Linked DNA regions of Gossypium hirsutum: region 2 is linked to region 1. The links are chromatin contacts, called in public Hi-C maps. All regions are on one chromosome and are shown on one strand. The core of a region is the stretch at or near the end of the contact, and the rest is flanking DNA. Distances in the headings are between cores, read along the strand shown.

Region 1 (3,986 bases), core at 534-3,033:
CAAACGATAAAATTGATCTAAATCTTCTTGGATATTCCCAAGCAAGCTTGATTGAAAGTCGAGCATGGGTAAGTTTTGTATGGTGATCATTTTAGTCATTAAAAGTGTAGAGTTTGTTTGAAAAATCCATGAAACAACGTAGCTTCGAAAAGGTGAGAATGTTGTAGGTTAGAAAATAAGGTGGTAGTAGGGGTTGGTTAAGAGGTTAAGGGAATGGGTTCAGGAAACTTTGTTGATGGTGGACTGCCATCAGCCACGACTAGCAAGTTCTTCGAGTGAGGCGAGCTTGTGGACTAGGTCATTGAAAGATTAGAAGTGGTTCGTTAAAGTGATAATAAATGATGAGGTTTTGTAATTATAGGGTGAGAATATGTGAAACAAGTTTTATTTTGGTTTTAGTTTTCACTTTTTCTTTTTTCATAAACATAATAAAGTTTTAACAAATGTAAAATATAGAAAAACTACATTAAAAGAGATGGGGAAAGGAGGAAAATAGAGGGAGAAGTAAAAAAAATGAAAAATGAAGAAAAAAAAGTTAAAATAACATAAAAGAAAAAAATTTAAATTGCTCAAAATGAAAAAAATTATGGGAAACAATTGTATAATTCAATCTAAAATTTTTGCTTAAATGATGATTTAACGTGTCACGTCAACTTATAATTACATTGTTAATGACAATTAACGGCATAATGACAAATGTTACAACATGTTAATGAAAATGAGTAAAATATAACATTTAAAATATAAGTAATTAAAATATAATCTAAAATAAACATAAATTTTGAAAAAAACTAGTAGTTAACTAGATTAGGTGGAAACCCCATTGACATGTTAATGGTTATCCAATGGGTAATGGGTGAGGTTAGAGATGATGATTGAAAAAGTCAAGATGCTTCACTTGTATTAAATTTCCAATACTCTTGGTCTTGGGGCCCATTTTCATTTAAGTTCCACACGTCCTTTTCATCTTTGTGGAAAAGCAAGTGATCTTGAGAAAGTAAAAATAAAGTAATTATTTGGTAAAGAAGAGTTTACTATATGTTTTATTTATTAATTTTAAAGTTTTAAATAAAATTGAAAGATACATAATAAAATTTCAATCTCGTTTATAAGATTAAAATTTTTTATCAATAATTATATAAAATGGATTAAAGTCTGAAATCTTTTGTGAAATTTTGAAGGAAAAAATTGATGGGGTTCATGTAGGAATAAGGCATATTTTCATGCAATTAACTAAAAAGTTAGTCAAGATATAGAAAAAGTATATTATAATCCAAGCTTCTCTCTCTTGAAATGACAAAGAAAGTGAGAATTGCTGACCCATGAAACTACTCTCTTATTTTTTAAATATCTGGAACAAAAAATTCCAATATGGCTCTTTCCATGTTATTTCCTTATTTGTCAACTCAGTTTAAAGAGTAAAAAGGATTCCAATTCATGTTTGGGGGATTTGCAGCCTTCAATTGAATTTAATTTAAAATATAATTAATATCAGTTGAATTCCTTTATTTATTAAAAAAATATGTAAATTCTAATTGTTTACGTTTGAGATTAAGATTTTTTCGTTTTTTCAAGTATGGTATTAAGATAATTAAATTCGGATTATTACATAATTTGAGTTGTTTAAGGACGAGTTTGATTCTATAATAACTTACTCAAATTAAAAAAAAAAAACTAAACTAAACTAAACTAAACTCAAGCAGCTTGCCAACCAAGTTATGCTATGTGGTCAAGGACATCTATCTTGGCCCCCCACCAAGTTAAATTAACTGCCAAAATCCCCCACACCCCAAATCAAGTGATGAATCTTGAAACCTGACTTGAGCATGGCTTTCCTTACTTCTTGTTGGCTTATTATTGAATCTATAGTCATCCCTCCTGGATATTTTCTCAAATGGTTTTATTTGAGCTTCTATATCCACCCTTTTTTTCTTTGTGCTTGCCAAGTTTTTCTGTGTCTCAAATGGCTGAAAAGATGCATTTTAGCTTTGTTGAGTTATCCTTTTAGAGTCATCTACTTTTTGGTTTTTTATGTTGATAAATTTTGTAGATATTGTGTCGTCTATATCTTCTCTTTTATTAGAGCTAAAGAGGTTGATTCAAAACAAGTGTTGATCTTGGAAGCTGCTGATAATATTAGTCAAAATCAGCTCATCAGCTTATGCATTTGTTCAAGCATGCCATCCGATGCATGGAAGACTGAATTTGTAGAGGCTAATGGCTGTGAAGATAACCATGAAATTCTTCCTGGAAGAGAGTCTTCGAATATGGAAGACTGGAGCTTTTATTATCTTCAAAAGGACTTGAGCGCATATGAATGTTCATCTTCCTTCTGCATTTCTCCATCCATGGATGAATCATATTTGAATGAATATTCACCGTTGTTTAGTTCCTTGAGCACACCATTGATGCAAGAATGTTCATTACCAGCTTGCAGCTCTAGTTCTCAAGTTCTGGAGAGGGAGGTAATAACCACAGCAAGAGATGAGGATGAATCAGAAGGTTTTTACAAGAAATATTATGAAAGAATGAGATGGTTTGATATTTTAAACCATGACAGGACTCAGGGAATAAGTGAGTATTTTTCTTTGATTGGTTACTTTTATGTGCAATCTTATTGTACTCATTGATTGGTTACTTTTAGGTGCAATCTTGAACGTGGAAGTGGGGATCCCAAGTTCATTGGAGAACATCAAGGTGAAGGATTTGACAATCCCCTACATATCATGGAGCAAGCAGGATAAAAAGAAGCTTTTGAGAAGTTTACAAAGTGATTTTGAGTTGGTTTATGTGGGTCAATCATGCTTGACATGGGAGGCCCTGCACCATCAATACAGAAAGGTCAAGTTCCTGAGCTTGACCAACTGCTTGTTTGCTGATAATTGGGCAAAGGATTTCCAAAACTTCCAAGTATTGCTAGAAAGATTTTTGGAAGAAGAAAGGTATGTTTATAAGGGAAAGAGAGCTTGGAATTATGTTCAAGCAAGATTAGCTTCCAAGACCCTTCTTCAAGTTCCTAAACTCACAGGTATTTCTTTTAATAGTTAATCTTCATTTCTATTATTATACAGTATGGGATTAACAATACTAGCTAACAGATTATAAACACAACACAAAAAATATATATAACTAAAATATTACACAAAAAAATAACACAAATATGCATTAATATATAAGGATGTTTAAACATATTAGTATTAAATTCTAACTTGACTTTTCAACTTGGAAAGAGAAAGACTGTGCTTACTGATATGGCCTTAGAGAAATGTATTAAAATGAAAGTCCACGAAGGTACTTATCAGCCATAGAAAAATGCAGTTTAAATATAATATTAAGATCATTTATATTTGCATAAGTTTAGTACGACATGATCTGAGATATGGATCTTATTATTTATTTTTAACAAGATTGAGATGCAAAGTTTAACAGCTTCATTGGAAAGATTATGTCTCTTCTATATAATTAAGAAATTTAGCCTCAATCTGATCATTCTTACAGGGTTTTTGGAGGAAGAAAAAGATGGGAATAAAGGGGAAACAGTGGATGCAAAAGCGGTGTTGAAGGCAATAGAGAAATGTATAAATGCTTTTGGAAAATTTATAACCACTGACAGGACTAAGAGTTGGTGGAAATTCAAGACTTCATTATGGACTTATCCTCCAATGGAGGATCCAAGAGATTTACATCTGCTGGCTGACCTAACCACTACACTTGCAAAGGTAAAGAAGTATTCAGGGACGGAATTCTTTGCGGTTAGAACTGTTCATAAGTGGACAAATACTGTATGGACCTTCACACTTAGGTTGATAACCCAATCCATAGATGGGTATAGTGACATGTTGGTTAGGAGGAAAACTAAGGACTGCATATTTAGAAGAGTTCAAAAAGTGGAATGATGATATGAAATAATGATTATATTTTCATGTTTGAAGCAGAAGGAACTATGGTTGAAAGATTTACAAGGGAAACGAAAGTGCTGGTTTAAC
Region 2 (3,986 bases), core at 445-2,944, 560 kb after region 1:
AGTATATCTCAGGTAAAACAAGAAATAACATCATAAGGTTTTCTCACTCAAAAGCAAATGTATGCATACATGCAGCTCATAAAATAGAAAACATGATAAGACTGGTAAAGTTATCTCAAATCTAGAGTTACCAAGCACATCTCACCACCCCATACAATCTCTAATACTAGAAGGAGAAATAACTTGTTAATCTCGTCTTAAACAGAAAAAAATATTCTGCACAAGCCCTAGGCATAAAAAGGAAAAGAAAAAGAAAAGAGAGTTTCTGAAAAAATTAAAATTATTTATTAGAAGGGCAAAAACCTGCTACAATTATTAATGAATTAAAAAACATGTAAAAAAGATTCATGAGAAATAATTACAGACAATAGCAACCTCTGAATGAAAGAAGTTAAACAAAGACAATGAAACAAACATCTTTTTGAAATATTACAACCCCAGCACCTGTTGAAAATCCTTTAGTGCTTCCTTAAACTTCCCCATGGCAAGATAAGCTGCACCTCGTCTGTAATAACCCTGTAAGTTAGAGAACCATCAGAACAAGAACAAAAATATATACTGCATAAGAGGCTGAATCACTTCAGTAGATAAAGCATGCCTTTGAATATTTAGGATCCACTTCAATTGCCTTAGTAGCATCCTGTATGGCACTACCATACTCTTCCAATTTGGTGTGAGCAAGTGAGCGATTGGCCCAGTACACTGCATTCTGACTATTTAGCTCTATCGCCTGCGTGTACAAGTCAATAGCCTGACCATATTTGTGTGCTGAATAAAAGAAAATCGAGAGCTTCAGCACAATTGAACACAACGAAATTGCAAACATCACTATCATAATCCTCATACATGCATTTGACTATCTACATTCTGCACTTTCTCTATGCAGAATCAAACACTTTAACCCAATCAATATTCAATAAAACAAAATAAAATTCCGTGACACTAAGATTTACATGCTCATTACATTGGTACCTTTAAATGCTTCATTAGCTTGGTTTTTGATTTCTTCAGCTCGTGAGAGGTTAGAACCTTCATTTTCCATACCGGGCATAACCTTTTTATCAACTTGTTTAAATCAAGTTAAAATGTTAGTGAAAAGCTTATTTTCTTCTCACAAACCTCTGCATCATCCACAACAACATTAAACAAACAACACATTAGCAAGACGACAATGCTTGCATCTTCTGAAACAAGAGCATCCTATGTAGTAACTAACATCCATAACAAAAGTATCAGAAAACCTTCGAAAATAACAATACCTAAAGCACACTTAAGAAATAACAAATCTAAAATTATCATCAAAATTTTAATAAATAAATAAAAAAGCATGCACATACATCTGTAAAAAAAAAGCTAATACAACTTAAAGAAATTATTCATATATTCTATGCTAGGATATTCAAAACTTCATATTCAAAGACAGAAATTTCAAGCATAAGCGAACAATCAAAAGCAAAATAGAAATAAAAGTTAATAGTTATAGGGTTAGAGAAGAATTGAGGGAGACCTAAGTGTAGATTAAGGAGGAAGAAGGAAGGTTACCTGGAAAATAGAAGATAAAAAAAAATCAGCTGTAGTTGAGCTTTGACTGTCGAGCGACAGAAAATGGAGTTTTTATTAGTTTGGCTGAAAGGGAAACCCTAGTTAAAACCAGAACAACTTGTATTTTCTTTTCCAACCTATTTTTTATTTATTATATTTTATTGTATTTCTATTTATGGATTGATTTGATTGTCAAATAAATTTTGTTTTCCCTGCGGAGAGAAATCAGGAAACTTCTATTCCTTTTTAATTATTTTACAGCGCATGGTAAAAAATATTATTAATATATTATTAATATATTTTTTGCTAAGAATGAATTCTATAGAAAGTACGGGAATTCTATCATGACTTATAGTGGAGTATAACTTGTTTAATAGGTTACATTACATGTTAAATTACTTAATTTTTGAAAAATTGTTCTAGGTTTTAAGTAACACTTTTAGCTTTGTTTAACATGTGTTGATGTAAAAAGAAGAGTGTTGTATTAAATAACGCTCAAGTTTAAACTCTCAACGTGATAAATTATTAAAGTTTGTGGACAATTAACTCAAGTATGAATCCTTAAATAACTTTTTTAAATTTAACTAAAGCTTTTAGGTTCAATTGTCGTATACTTTACATAATTTTGTATGAATTGTGAAAAAGTGGAATAAATTTGTTTACAGTCATACAATGACAAGAAGAAAGCAAAAATGCATAGTCACTCTCAAACTCTCTAACAAAAAGGTGGTGTTATGATTAGATGTAATTAAAGTTGAGGCTATTTCTTATTTCTAGACCTTATACACAGTTGATGGACCCCATATTTGTCAGTTTCCTCTTTATGGACATTTTTCGAAGCTTAATGAGCCTATAATTGGGATGTTGGAGTCCAATATTTCTTCTGACGAAATTCAATTGGCTCTTTTTAATATGGCACCCCTAAAGGCTCTTAATTAGATGGATTCCACTCTTAAGTTTTCCAGTCACAATGGCCAGTTACTGTTAGGTCAATCTGTCAGGCTGTTAAAGACGTGTTTAGTAGTTAAACAATTGTTCCTTTATTGAACAAAACCTTGTTGGTTTTGATCCCAAAAATTAATAGTTCAAAGGTTCTATCTTTTTTTCACTCCATTAATCTGTATTTAATGGTTTACTAGATTATTACAAGGGTCATTATTAATAGGTTGAAGTCTATTATGTTACTCTTATTGCCCTAAATTAGACGAGCTTTGTAACTGCCTACAACATTATAGACAATATTCTTTACCTAAGAGGTTATTCACTCGATACGCACTAGTAAAGTGGGAGCAAGATGGATTGTTATCAAAATTGATCTGGAGAAATCTTATGATTGTATCATTTGGGAATTTATAAAATATACACTAGTTGAGGTTGGTTTTCCAATAGGGTTAATTCGTGACATCTCACACTGTATTTTGTCTTCATTGATGCAGATGATTTAATGTTCTTCTATAAGCTAACTTGGAGAAGGCAAATCTTTTGAAATACGCCATTAATCAATTTTATTATTATTCGAGACATCAAGTCAACAACCAAAAGGCGAAGGTTTTTTTTCCCTTAATGAACTATCTACCTTAACTAGTACTCACTTAGGGTACCAACAAATTTCGAATTTGGGCTTCTACCTTGGCTTTTCCCTCTTTCATGATTGAGTGAGAAAGAAAACATAGTAATTTGTGATTGATAAGTCCATAATCGCCTTAATGTATGGGACTCCAAGACTTTGTCAATGGCAGGTATAGTTACACTTGCCAAGTCGGTCTTTATGCTAGTGTTAAACTATTTCATGCAATCAACACTCGTTCCTAGTGGGTTCTATGTGAAAATAGAGAAAATAGTTATAAATTTTATCTAGGGCTCTATGAATGGTTTAAGGAAGGTTACTCTTATTAAATGGTTGGATTGTTGTCAACCTCTTCGAGTGGAGATATTGGGCTTTGAAATTTAAATATGTAAAATGGTTTCTTCTTTCTCAAATTGGTCTTCCATTCACTCTGGATTACGAGGTACAATTTGGGGGATGGATGTTCGAAGTCAATAGATTGAAGGTAATGCTCTTTTGTTTGGAAAATATTGTAAAAATCCAATTGAGAAAATAATTATTTTGGTTACAACGGAAATTTAATTTTTTTTAAATCGAGCTTATTGTGTTATTTATAGCAATAAACCTAAATCGAGATATACGTAAGCTTTGTACGATATGGACTAAAGTTGATATTGACTTTCAACTAAGCATCCTTATCCGTTATCCTCGAAGTATGAATTGCTTTAAGTGTGGACTAGGACAACACGAACCAAGTCACGGAATAAAAACAATTTATTTGCTTTCAATGGGAAAGTAAATTCAACAATTTATTTACTTTCAATGGGAGAGTAAATTCTATCTATAAATTGGTAACTATTCAATATTCCCAGAAAATAAAATTTATTCTTTGTAAAAA

The links. Hi-C and Micro-C count contacts between places; a contact is called where the count stands out from the background.
Region 2: a contact with region 1 is called in a Hi-C map of seedling, with 2.2 times the contacts expected there. The contact joins the promoter of LOC107897585 here to the promoter of LOC107897592 in region 1. A contact is called at or near these places in 13 of 34 Hi-C or Micro-C datasets (anther, callus, hypocotyl and 2 more).

The regions. Positions count from the first base shown.
Region 1 is chrA10:20,428,232-20,432,217 of Gossypium_hirsutum_v2.1, forward strand. LOC107897592 reads left to right here and starts at 1,784. Exons shown (of 4, transcript XM_041078956.1): 1 at 1,784-2,574; 2 at 2,645-3,028; 3 at 3,499-3,719; 4 at 3,936-3,986. The coding sequence starts at 1,827.
Region 2 is chrA10:20,983,334-20,987,319 of Gossypium_hirsutum_v2.1, forward strand. It overlaps LOC107897585 (serine/threonine-protein phosphatase 5), which reads right to left and starts at 1,695. Exons shown (of 14, transcript XM_016823082.2): 1 at 1,543-1,695; 2 at 973-1,121; 3 at 599-768; 4 at 445-516. The coding sequence starts at 1,051.